Linked DNA regions of Macaca mulatta: region 2 is linked to region 1. Evidence: chromatin contacts called from public Hi-C data. All regions are on one chromosome and are shown on one strand. Each heading gives the region's core, a stretch centred on a gene start, on an enhancer-like site or on the middle of the called end of the contact. The rest is flanking DNA. Distances are from core to core; before and after follow the strand shown.

What was found. Hi-C and Micro-C count contacts between places; a contact is called where the count stands out from the background.
Region 2: a contact with region 1 is called in a Hi-C map of liver, with 5 times the contacts expected there. The contact joins the promoter of TMEM165 here to the promoter of CLOCK in region 1. A contact is called at or near these places in 2 of 14 Hi-C or Micro-C datasets (fetal cortex germinal zone and liver).

Annotation. Positions count from the first base shown.
Region 1 is chr5:77,947,066-77,952,911 of T2T-MMU8v2.0, forward strand. It overlaps CLOCK (clock circadian regulator), which reads left to right and starts at 2,262. Exons shown (of 23, transcript XM_002804105.4): 1 at 2,262-2,952.
Region 2 is chr5:78,099,816-78,105,661 of T2T-MMU8v2.0, forward strand. TMEM165 (transmembrane protein 165) reads right to left here and starts at 3,085. Exons shown (of 6, transcript NM_001266322.1): 1 at 2,702-3,085. The coding sequence starts at 2,914.

The sequences.
Region 1 (5,846 bases), core at 1,012-3,511:
TTAGAGCAAAAGAGATATGAAAATTACCCAAAAAGGAACATCATTGACAAGAATAGCCAACATTTCTATGGGATTTCTTATGTACCAGATAAAAGTACACACAGACACACACACACACACACACACAGTCTCAGTTATGTTATGACATAGGATTGTAATTATCCCATTTTACAGATGAGGAAATTAAAGAACAGAGAAATAACTTGCTTAAAGTCATGCAGATATTAGTTGTGAAGCTATGATTTAAATGCAGGCAGTTTAGATCCTGATTCTGTACTCTTAACCACTATGATACATTGCCTACCAACTGGGGGAAATCAGTTGACAGAGGAGTTGAGAAAATAATCAGTTTAAATGATAGCAAGGTTCACAAGAAGGAGTGAACAGAATATCTGAAATTATGTTTAAGGTTATGGAATATAAATTTAGGATCTATGAAACTATGAGGCAGGATTTTTGTTTTATGAAAATGTGGGATCTGCAAGTTGGAAAAGCTATTGGAAATATCCAATACAGGCTCGGTACACTGGCTTGCGCCTGTAATCCCAGCACTTTTGGTGGCTGAGGCGGGTGGATCACTTGAGGCCAGGAGTTCAAGACCAGCCTGGCCAACATGGTGGCACCCTATCTCTACTAAAAATACAAAAATTAGCTGGGCGTGGTGGTGGGAGTCTGTAATCACAGCTACTTGGAAGGCTGAGGCAGAAGAATTGCTTGAACCTGGGAGGCAGAGGTTGCAGTGAGCTGAGATCATGCCACTGTACTCCAGATGGGCAATAGAGCAAGACTCTATCTCAAAACAAAAAAAACACATGTAGTACATTTTTTCTTTTCTTGGAGAGAATCTGGGAGAAAGGAGAAGCTGTAAACTGAACCATGGGAAATGTTCAAGCAGCGAGAGAGGACTGAGCAGAAAAACGGGGGATTATCAACAGGTCTTGGTAAATAATTAAATACAATGAGAGAGAGAGGAGTCAAAGATGGACATGGTTTGATCTTGGTGACTGAGAGGACAATGAAATCAGTAAAAAGGGCAAAGGTATTTTTGAAGATAATACATTCTAGATGACGGGGACTATAAGGAGGGATCAGTGTCTCTAGAATAAAATTCAAAAATCCATCCTAGGGAAAGCATTCAAACCCTCTCTTGTCTGGCTGCAACCTAACTTATCAGTATTATTAACTTTGCCTCCTGTCTTCCTACCTACCTCTTGTCAGTCGGGACTCTTGATTGCATGTGAAAGAAAACCTCTCACTGGTTTAAGCAATAAAACAGATGCAAGAATTTACTGACTGGTTTAATGAAATTTCCAGAGGAATCTAGTCCACATTTGTTTCAGGGCCTCAAACATGTGTTTAGGCCAAACCTCTTGTCTTCAAATCTGCTTATTTTCCATGTTGCTTTCTTTCTCAGAATTCACGTGTGGAAAGACGGCTCCAGGTTTCCATTCTCCCAGATTTAAACCCACTGGTAAAGAGGTAAAACCTTTCTTAGGAACTTAGTTTGCAACAGAGGATTAAACTCAAATATGCTTTCCCCCTGTGTCCTGCTCAGACCATGTGGACTGAGAGTGGATAAATGATAGTTCTTCAAAGGAAATTATCAGAATAGGGAATGAATGCTGAACAGGCAAAAATGTCGACCAAAATATCTTCTGTTATATGATGGGGTCAATTAACAAATCATGTTTTCCCACTCCTGAAAGAAAAATCCTTAGGTGAAGGATCAAGTATCTGAATAAGTGATTCAGTTTGATGTTCTTTTGCCCGGAGCATACAGCAAGAACTGAAAATGTTTACTGAGGTGAATGTTACTTTAAAGGGAGGATTTTACAGCCAAAAAAGTAAAGTGTATTTTTTGAAACAAGAAGATGGCTTTTTATTTCAAATCCAAATGATATTCATTAAAACATAGGAATTACTAGGAATTAAGATTGTAAAGATCTCTTCTCCAGTAGAAGCACTGAAATGTGCTTTCCCCTGTGGACCAAGAGTGCCTTAACGCATCAAGGGAAGTCATTTCCCGAAGATACGTAGTAGTCACACGTTGTTGCAACAAGGAAATCCATGCAAATTAGGGTCCTGGTTTATTTCTGATGCTTCATTCCCCATCTTCCATCATACTGTCACTTGGTTTTTATTAAAGGCCGGGGGAAAATCTCCAAATGAGCAAATAAATCCCGACGTCCTTTCGCTTCCCTCCTCCGGCCGAAGGCGCATGCCCTGTCTCCCCAAACCCATCCACCAATAAGAAGCAACCCAAGCCTCGCTCCTCCAGATGGGAGAGGATGTCACTGGCGGTCCAGGCGCCTCTTCAACTCTTCACTCCCAGCACCAGGAGAGGAAACGCGAGTGATGCCACTGGGGGAAAAAGTCTCCTGCCAACACCCGAAAAATCTAACCTGGCGTCTGCAGTGTTTTGCTTTGGAAGGGAGAGCGGGTTCCCTTTCTGGCCTCCGGATCCCTCATCCGGCAGGAAGCTCTTCCTCCTCCTCCTCGCCCCCGGCACACGGGGGGAAAGCCAAAGAGCCTCCAGGACCTAAGGCTAGGCTCCGCCGGCCGGCCGCGCCCTCCACCCGACCAGGCCCCGCCTCCCCGGCTTTCTAGTAACCGGCGCCCTTCCCGGCCGGGGCAGGGAACTGGGCGCCTGCAGAGCCAGGTTTCGGCCCAAGGGAGCAGGAATCTTTTCGGGCGTCCGGGATCCCTGGCGCGGCTCCGTGCTGCCTAACTAGGCAAGTCGCATGCGCACCGAGCCGCGCCGGGAAAAGGGAGAGTGAGGGGAGGGGCGAGCGCAGAGCCTCCGCCGGCCGTCGGAGCCCGCGGGGTAGCTGACGACGCATGCGCCGGGAGGGAGCGCAATCACTGACTCGGCTTGCGGCTGCCGTTTTAAAAAAGGAAACCCCGGAGAGCGAGAGCGCGAAGGAAATCTGGCCGCCGCCGTGAGCGCTACCGGTGAGTGGCGCCCGCCGGGTGGGCCCAGGGCCTGCCGTCCACCGGTTGGCTTCCTCGGCGGCGCATGCGCGCTCCGGTCGGTGGAGGAAGGGAAGGGAAGGGAGGGGGAGGAGGAGCTGGCCACAGTAGCGGCGAATTTTTGGGGGGGTGGGTGGGGGGCGCCACTCTCAGCCCCAGGTGCTGCTGGAGGTGGGAGCCGCGGCGCCTCCTGGACACGGGCAGAGTAGTGGTTCCAAGCCATCGCAGCGGGAGACCTGGGTGGGGGAGGGAAGAAGCCGGAGCCGCCGCAAGCCACACGGTGAGGGCGCGGGGAAGGGGAGGGAGCGGGGGGCGGCGTGTGTGGGGCCGGGGGGCGGCGGCCAAGGGTGGGGAAGGCGGGAGCTGAAGCCCAAGTTTGGCGTCTTGTTCTAGTGTGTCTTTTCCCTGGACTTGGGGCGGAGGCCTGCCCTGCCTGAGAGGCCCTCTGGGGCAGCTGGGGTTACCTGCGGGGCAGGGGCGGGAGTGGGGTGCACGGCGGGGCCAGGTGGCTTGAGGGCGCCCGGAGCTGCTGCTGATTCCAGCAACTGGGAGGCGGGGAAAGCCGGGGACTGGGTGCCGAGAGCGCTTTCGCTGGGGACCCGCTAGGCCTTGTGACCCACTTTATTCCTGTCACCACTCGGGCACGTTTGGAGCAGCGCCCAATGGGGCGCCGGGGCGGCCAGCTCCTCCGGGGAACCCCCGCCCTCCCGGCGCCCGGCCCGCGTGCCGCGGTCCGCAGTCCGAGCGGCCGCCGTTGCCGCTCGCGGGCTGGTTCCGTAAGTGGTCGTGGTTCCGGGGTTCCGTCCCTGGGCAGCGCGCGGCTCTTAGTGTCTGACTCCGGCGACCGCGCGCGGGTTCGAGGGTTGGCGGCGAGGCGCTCGGTTTCTCTTTTTTCCTCCACCCGCGCTTCCCGTTCCCGGTCACCCCCGCTGGCGTTTGTAGATTGGTTTTCGCCAGTGAAGCCGGGTTTTCTGGAGTTGGCTCTGGCCCTTGGAGTGTAATTTCCTACACGCAGCGCCGCAGAGTTTATATTCTTTGAAAGTGTTTGTCGCTTTGTAGAAGTCCTCTTGTTGACGGTAGGTGAGCCTAATTCTGCAAGATAAAAGCCTCAGTCTCTGACCTGGCAGATGAAAGATCAAATCGGGTTGTGGTTTCCTGCTATTAGAATGCCATGCTATTAGACTTTAAGGCTTTCTAGTCTTCTTTAAAAAATTAAAAAAAAAAAATTGCAGTGGAAGAAAAGCACAAGAAGTAAAGAAACTTTTACAGTCGTTGTTGATTTGACTATAACGCTGAACCCCCCAAATGAAAGGTAATTTTACTTTGAAGATTGCATTCTGATTTGTAGCTTTAAGCGATTAGAGGAGAAAATTGTGCAATATTCCTCTCTACCTGTTTGAAAATAAACATTCTTAAAAGGATGTAATTTAGATAATGAGTTGCTTTCTCTGAAACGTATCCCTTGGGGACATCGCAAATCTGGTTGGTTTTCAAATCTTGGGGGAAGGAAATTAATTCCGGTGTTAAGTAGTTGGCTGAACAGAATGTCTTAAAAGGTTAGCCTGTAGCATTAGGAGAAATACCTAATGTAAATGATGAGTTAATGGGTGCAGCACACCGACATGGCACATGTATACATATGTAACAAACCTGCAGGTTGTGCATATGTACCCTAGAACTTAAAGTGTAATAATAATAAAAAGAATTTTAAAAAAGGTTAGCCTGGAGAAAGCAGACTGAAAATGTTCTAAAGCTAGGCATAATCAGTTATGAAAAAAGAATAAGGAAGCTTTCTGCGTACTAACAGGGAAAGATCACAAAAATTTGTTACGAAGTGAAAAAAGCAAGGTCTAAGTAGTACATTGTGAATAGCGTGTTATGTCTTAAGGGCGAGGTATAATAATACAAATTTATGTTTGCTCTTTATATAAAGAAATTCTGGGAGGATTTAGAAAACTAGTAGTAATAGAGGAGGGTGAGAAATAGTGTCTGAGGGAATGGTGGGAAATGAGATGTATTATGTGTATGTCTTCATGTTTTCAAATTTTTGTGTATATTGTGGACTCATAAACTGGGTTAAACAAAAATTCCCTCTCCCAAATAATTTATGTGATTTTTGTTGCCTAATTTATGGTGATTTAAGTCATTTTCAATATGATTGCTTTTAATATTTTTTAGGAAAATCAACTAAAAAGAAAGTTTGGGATACATTTTATGACTATTTACACTTTAATTTTTAAGATTGCAGAGGTCACAGGCATTTATCTTTTAAAGATGTTTAGTTATATTTTGCCTTGCTAAAATGTATAATTGTTTACATTTGGCATTATGGCTAGATTATGCTGCTTTCAGAGTGTAGTTTGTGTTTCCCCTTCCTCTTTTTTTCAGGAGTCATAAGTGGATAAAATTTTACTTAATCCCAAAGTTTCATGACGAACAAGTGTGAGGAGTAGGTGAACATTCCCTTTAAGTGCTAGTAAACTTGATTGTCCAGGTTGGTTTGCTTTTCAGATTGGGAAACTTTTCTTTCTTTTGAGGAAATCAAACATGAACCCTGGTGAAATGTAAATTGGGGTGTGTGTGTGTGTGTGTGTTTGTGTCTGGTGGTTTCTCATGAAAAAAGAGACAGTGTACAAAATGAACTTTTTTTAGGACTGTGAATTGTTGCAAACCTTTTTAATGAGGTTAAGACTGCACAGGCAGCTGTTAGATGGACCCTCAAACTCCCCCTGGTGACTAACATTGTGTAATCAAAGTAGTGAATAGTGAGTAATGGGTTGCAGTTGCTGTGAGCAGTTTTGTAATATTACCAGTATTCCTTTTTATTTTGTAGGATAGGATACTTGTATTATTTCTGTTTGATATGTAGGTTTTTC
Region 2 (5,846 bases), core at 1,835-4,334, 150 kb after region 1:
AATAATGGTTACAAAATCACATCATATCCAGCAGACAATAAAAGCTGAATTTTCGTAATTCCATCTGGTGGATCCCTTTGCAACTTAAAGAAAAAAAAAATGTTGGATAGACACTTAAAAATAGGGTTGTTGTTTTTTTTTCCTGGTTGAGTTTATTTTACAGCCAGTTTTTCCATAAAGGTATTTAAAAGCTGATACAAACTTGACATGCAAATACTTCTACCCAGCCTTTGAAAATTTCTTAATAAATGCCAACAGACAAGGTCCTCTGGAATAGACAAAGATGAGTAAGCCAGAGTCGTGCTCTCAAGACACCCAAAAGCTAGCAGGGGCAGATAAAAACATGTACACAACTTGCAAGAACCCAAGGCAGCAAGATGTGTGTGTAAACGTGCCACAATATACACAATAAAGCTCCCCAAAAAAGGAGAAAGAGAAAGCTAAGCTCAAGATCAAAGAACTACACCAGCATACAATCCAAATAAACCATTAAAATCCATTAATGAATTAAATAAGTCAAAAGAGAAAGTTAAGACACAATGAATGCTAATAAAACTTAGTAAGGCATAGAAGTCCAGATTCTAACTCTGGTTCTGCTGAAAACTAGCTGTGATATTAAACCATTACTCCTTCCAAACCTAGGTTTCTCCATCCATAAACGGGAAACGGCACCTCCTCTGCCTGTTTAACGGGCTGCTGTGAGGATGAAATCGGCTCACAAAATCTTCACTTCCCAGTAACTTTAGCTCCCAGCTTCCCTCTCACACCAGAATCTCCTCATAAGCAGTTATTCAACTTCTTCCTGAGCACTTCCAGTAAGGGGAACTTCATTATTTCTCAATATCGATTACTACATCCGGGACAGCACTGATTCTTACAAATGTTCTTGCTTAGTGAAACCAAGATCAGTCTCTCAGAAATTTCTATCCTATGGTCTTACACAGAAAAACAACAGAAAACTGGAAAAGCCTAAGAAAGTAACATGTAATGAAAACATGAAACACAAAAACAATGCACCGGTGTGAGAGCTCACCAGCACTTGGGAGGCCAAGGCCGGAGAAGCGCTTAAGCCCAGGAGTTTGAGACCAGACACGGCAACACAGTGAGACCTCCTCTCTTAAAAAAAAAAAATAAAAATTAGCCGGGCGTGTTAGCACACGCCTGCAGTCCCAGCCACTCAGGAGGCTGAGGTGGGAGGATCAATTAGAGTTTGCAGTGAGCCAAGATGGCGCCACTGCACTCCAGCCTGGGCGACAGAGCAAGACCCTGTCTCAACAAAGGAAAAGGAAAAGGAAAAGGAAAACGAAAGGAACAGAACGGAAAGAAAAAAGGAACAGAAAGGAGAAAGGAACGGAAAGGAGAAAAGAACGGAAAGGAAAGAAGAAATGAAAGGAACGGAAAGGAAAAAGGAACGGAAAGGAGAAAAGGAGAAAAGGAGAGAGGAGAGAGGAGGGAGGAAAGGAAATGAAAGGAAAGGTCAGAGATAAATCACTCTTAACCAAGAAATTTTAGGGAAGGCTTCACAGAGAGTAGGTATCTGCTGGTTCTCCAAGGTGGGAAGAATTGATTTGTGGCTTCAAACTCTAGGTCTTTTTCTTTGAAAAGGTCTTCTGTTAGGGAGAAACTGGCAAGAGAGCACAAGGCCTGTCCCAAAGGGTTCTTGAAGCACATTCTTTTTTGCAGATGAGCACATCCCTTTAGCGTATGAGCCAAGAAAGCGGTGGCCAAAAAGCCTGGAGGTGAGCTGGAGCCAGATCAGGAGAAACCTGAACATCACTCTCCTAAAAAGGCTGGACTGAAATGAGTGCAGGCAACTCACCGAAGACTTCTGACAAGATGGCAGAATTCAACGTTTGGGAAGATTAGTTACGTGGAGATGGCCTGGGTGGGAGTGGGGGTTTGAGTGCCACACTGGCCAGGATTCAGGGAGCAGATACTGGAAATGACGCGAAAGCCCACGACTGGGAGAGAGAAGAAATGTTAAAACGCTGCCAAGTGACTAAGGACTGATTCTATTAACAGATTAAAAAGTTAATTTATAGTATCTATTCAGTGAAGGACAAAATACAGGATTCTGTTTTACTTATAAATGTAGTTTTGACATCCCACACCGCTGCAGGACGCTGTACTGCCGGAGACCAATTCCTCTGCGTTCCTAAAGGGTACTTCCTGCTAGCCAAAGCACGTTTTAAAAAAGTGAGAGTCATGGTTCATAATCCATATTTATTTGGTAAGAAGCACAGGCAGTGCCAAGTTGAATTTGGGTAAGCAGTTTGGGATAAGCTATTTCAACAATGAAATGGCCGATGTGATGATCCTCAGGGAATACAAAAAGCCTCCTAGCAGCCATCTGTTAAAAACTTTTTGGTAGGGATGAGTCTTTCCAGCTACTCTAAGACACATCTGATCAATAAAACGCCCATCCCTGAGCAGCACCTTGGTCCTCCGGAGATCAACGTTTACAGCGGGCTCCTCTTGGACTCTCCCTCTCCCTTTCCCTAAAGGAGCGGGCAGGACCAGGCCTCACCGGAAAACAGCGCAGCCGACCGCCCTCCACCCCGGGAGCAGGGGCCGGGCTCCCCTCCCCCAGCAGAGGCGGCGGAGGGCGGCGCTCTCAGAGGCCTGGAGCCTGGTACCCGGCGCAGCCGGCCCCGCAGCCTCGCCCGCCCCATCCCCCGCCGCCCCGGCCCGGCCCGCTCACCTCGACCCGGGCCGGCTCGGGGCCCTGCACGGCCACCGGCTGCTGCTGCTGCTGCAGCTGCTGGGCAAGCGCCGGCGATACTTTGTTCCGGTGGCTAAGGTCTTCATCCGGGCCGGCCCGGACCGCAGCCGGGGCCCACAGCAGTGGAACCAGAAAGAGCAGAAGCAGCTGGGGCGCCGATGCGCGGCCGTTCCCTGGGGCCGCGGCCGCCATCCCGCCCGCCGGGCCGGCCGCGCACGGGCACCGCAAGAGGAAGTGCGGCGACAGGAAGCCTCGACCCCGAACAGCCTCCGCGGCGCGTCCTCACGACTCGCCGCCGCCGCCGCCGCTTAGAGAGCAGTCAGCACCATCCGGGAAGTGCAAGCGGCGGGAGTAAAGTGAGGGGCAGGCCCCAGTCCTCTCAGGCGGCGGCTACACTGGAGTCAACCAACCGACTCCGCGCGACCCAGCCCAGGCTCCTCTCGGCCCCGTCCCTGCCCGCGACGGCCTCCCATTGGCCCGGCGTCCGCCTCGGCGTCGTGACGTCCTCGGCCAGGTTGAGGAGCGGCGCGCGCCCTCCTCCCATTGGACCCGGCGCTCCCGGCAGGTACCCGGCACCGCGTGTCCTTCCTCTGCTCGCATCCTACCCGCGCCGCGTCCCGGCCCTCCTTTCTCTGCCCCACAGTCCCAGGACTGCGGGGCTCTTCGCGTCTGCTTCGTCCTGAGCCTTCCGCCGTCATGTCCGCACCCGCTGTTCCCTGCGCTTAGTCTCTCTTAGAGGTCAAATTAGCGCGAGCGCCTCTGGTTACGTGGCGCTGGCTCGCAGGCACCGCCACGCCCAGCTCTGTTCCGCTCTCCCTTGCCGAGCGTCTGTGCCACCCCTCCATGCGCCCACCTACCGCCAAAAACGTTCTTAGGAGCTCAAAACGCTATTTTTTTTTTTTAAGTTCTGAAATGGGATTTGGAAATAACATGACATTTTTCAAGCCTTGTTTTAAGATACTGCCTATAATTATCCCAGACCAAAAATGGCTAACGTTGCCCTCGTCCAGTATGGCCTTGACGTTTTGGGTGCATCTTGTTTTGTGTTACTCCTTAGACCCTTTAAAAATGCTGGGCTTTTGAAATGGACTGTTTAAGACTTTTGCAGGATGGAGCTTTGGGTGAGCAAGACTAGAAGACAGGAAAGGATGGTTGGTTAGGCTTGAGAGTATTTTTACGTCTTCCCAAAAGAAAAGTGAGCTACCATAAGTTTGACTGAGACCGAGTCCCTAATAAAAATCGGTAGTGCTAACCATGTGCCAGGCACTAATCTAATATTACACATATTTACATACAGTAAACCTGTACTCAGTAAAGAGCTAAGGAAGTTTATCACCAACTGAAACAAAAAATTAATTTACCAAAACAATCTGTGGGAAAGTGGGCGAACCTACTTTGAGTTCACCGAAGATACCGTGTTTGTCATAGGATAGTAAAATTTCCGTCTATGTTTTTTTGTTTTGTTTTTCGGGTTGTTTTTGTTTTTGAGACGGAGTTTCACTCTTGTTGTCCAGGATGGAGTGCAATGGCGCCATCTCAGCTCACTGCAACCTCCGCCTCCCTGCAACCTCCGCCTCCCAGGTACAAACGATTCTCCTGCCTCAGCTTCCCGAGTAGCTGGGATTACAGGCATGGTCCACCATGCCCGGCTAATTTTGTATTTTTAGTAGAGATGAGGTTTCTCCATGTTGGTCAGGCTGGTCTCGAACTCCCGACCTCAGGTGATGCGCCCACCTTCTCTCAAAGTGTTGGGATTACAGGTGTGCGCTTCCGGTCTCCGTCCATGTTGCTCTGTCCGCAGTTCCCCTTGTAAACTCCTACTCATACTTCCAAACCCTATTCAGGCCTCCACTCTCAGAAGTTTTCCCTAACACCTGCCCTTACAGAATTTGTCACTTGTTCCTTCATGTTATAGCTTTATGCATGCTTCTATTATTGTGTAAGTAGGATGCCACCACACAGTTTGGGGGTGTGTTAAAAGAAAAACCTTAGGCAAATTAACAGCGTTTAATCAAGCAAAGAACCCAAAGAATGATTTGCAAATCAAAAAGACCCCAAACCAAAGTAAGTTCAGAGAGGCTCCAGTCCTGCCGAGTGGTCGGAAAAAATAAAGTGACTTACAGAAAACATAATTGAGGGACCAAAACAGCTGGATTGGTTATAGCTGGGGTTTGCCTTATTTGAACACGGTTTGAACAGTTGGACACTTGTGATCGGCCAACACTCTGTGATTCGTACAAGAATAGGTTACAGTCTGTTTACACACCCAGTTAGGCTACAGTTCACTAGGTATGGGGAAACCTTTAGGCTGAACTTAAAATACGTAAGGAGGCAGCTTTACACTAAATTTAACAGATGCAACTATCATCCCTGGAGTGCAAATGTTTGAGCTTTCATAAGCCAGTAATAACATAAAACCCAGAAGCCCAAACTTCTTCAACTACCTCCCTTTAATCATACAGGAATTGCTGTGCTTAAAAGGGGCCTGAAAGGGTGGCTTGAGGTCCCAAGGGAGGGACCTGAAGGGAGCAGCTTAGACTAAAGACAGAGCCAGAAGGGTGAATGTAGCAAAACTGGCTGTGTGTCCCTCATTGCTGAAAGCTGCTTTGTTTATTTTGTAGGATGGGCTGCCCACACTCCAGGGTTGTCTCAGGAAGGACTCCTGGCCAAATTCAGTCATCTCAACATATGAGGCAGTGAGGACTTCTGGGCTACAGCTGCAGGATGCTGAAGCACTAGCTCCTGAGTGTGCAGTGGCTCAGGGGCAAGGCAGCAAAGCTATTTGGCAGAAGATGTAACATAAATGGAGATAAAGCATTGGCGAACTGGCACAGTGGTGTCAGCAAAGCATCAGAGTCTTACTCTGGGCCAGAGTAAGACCTTTCTAGCCTGCCCCAGTGTCACCCTGATCCAAGGGCCCTCAGGTGCTGCCAGGCTCGGCTCTAGGTGTCTGATTCTCATGAGATTTATTTCTGTTTCCACACACATCTACCTCCTGGGGTCAGTGCTCAGGCATGCTAAATCAAGGCTGATTCTAGTTTTCACCACTTGAGAGTTTAGAGCCATCATCCTTCTAGTCCTCATTGGTGACTAACTCCCTTAAAAAAAAAAATTTAAAAACTGT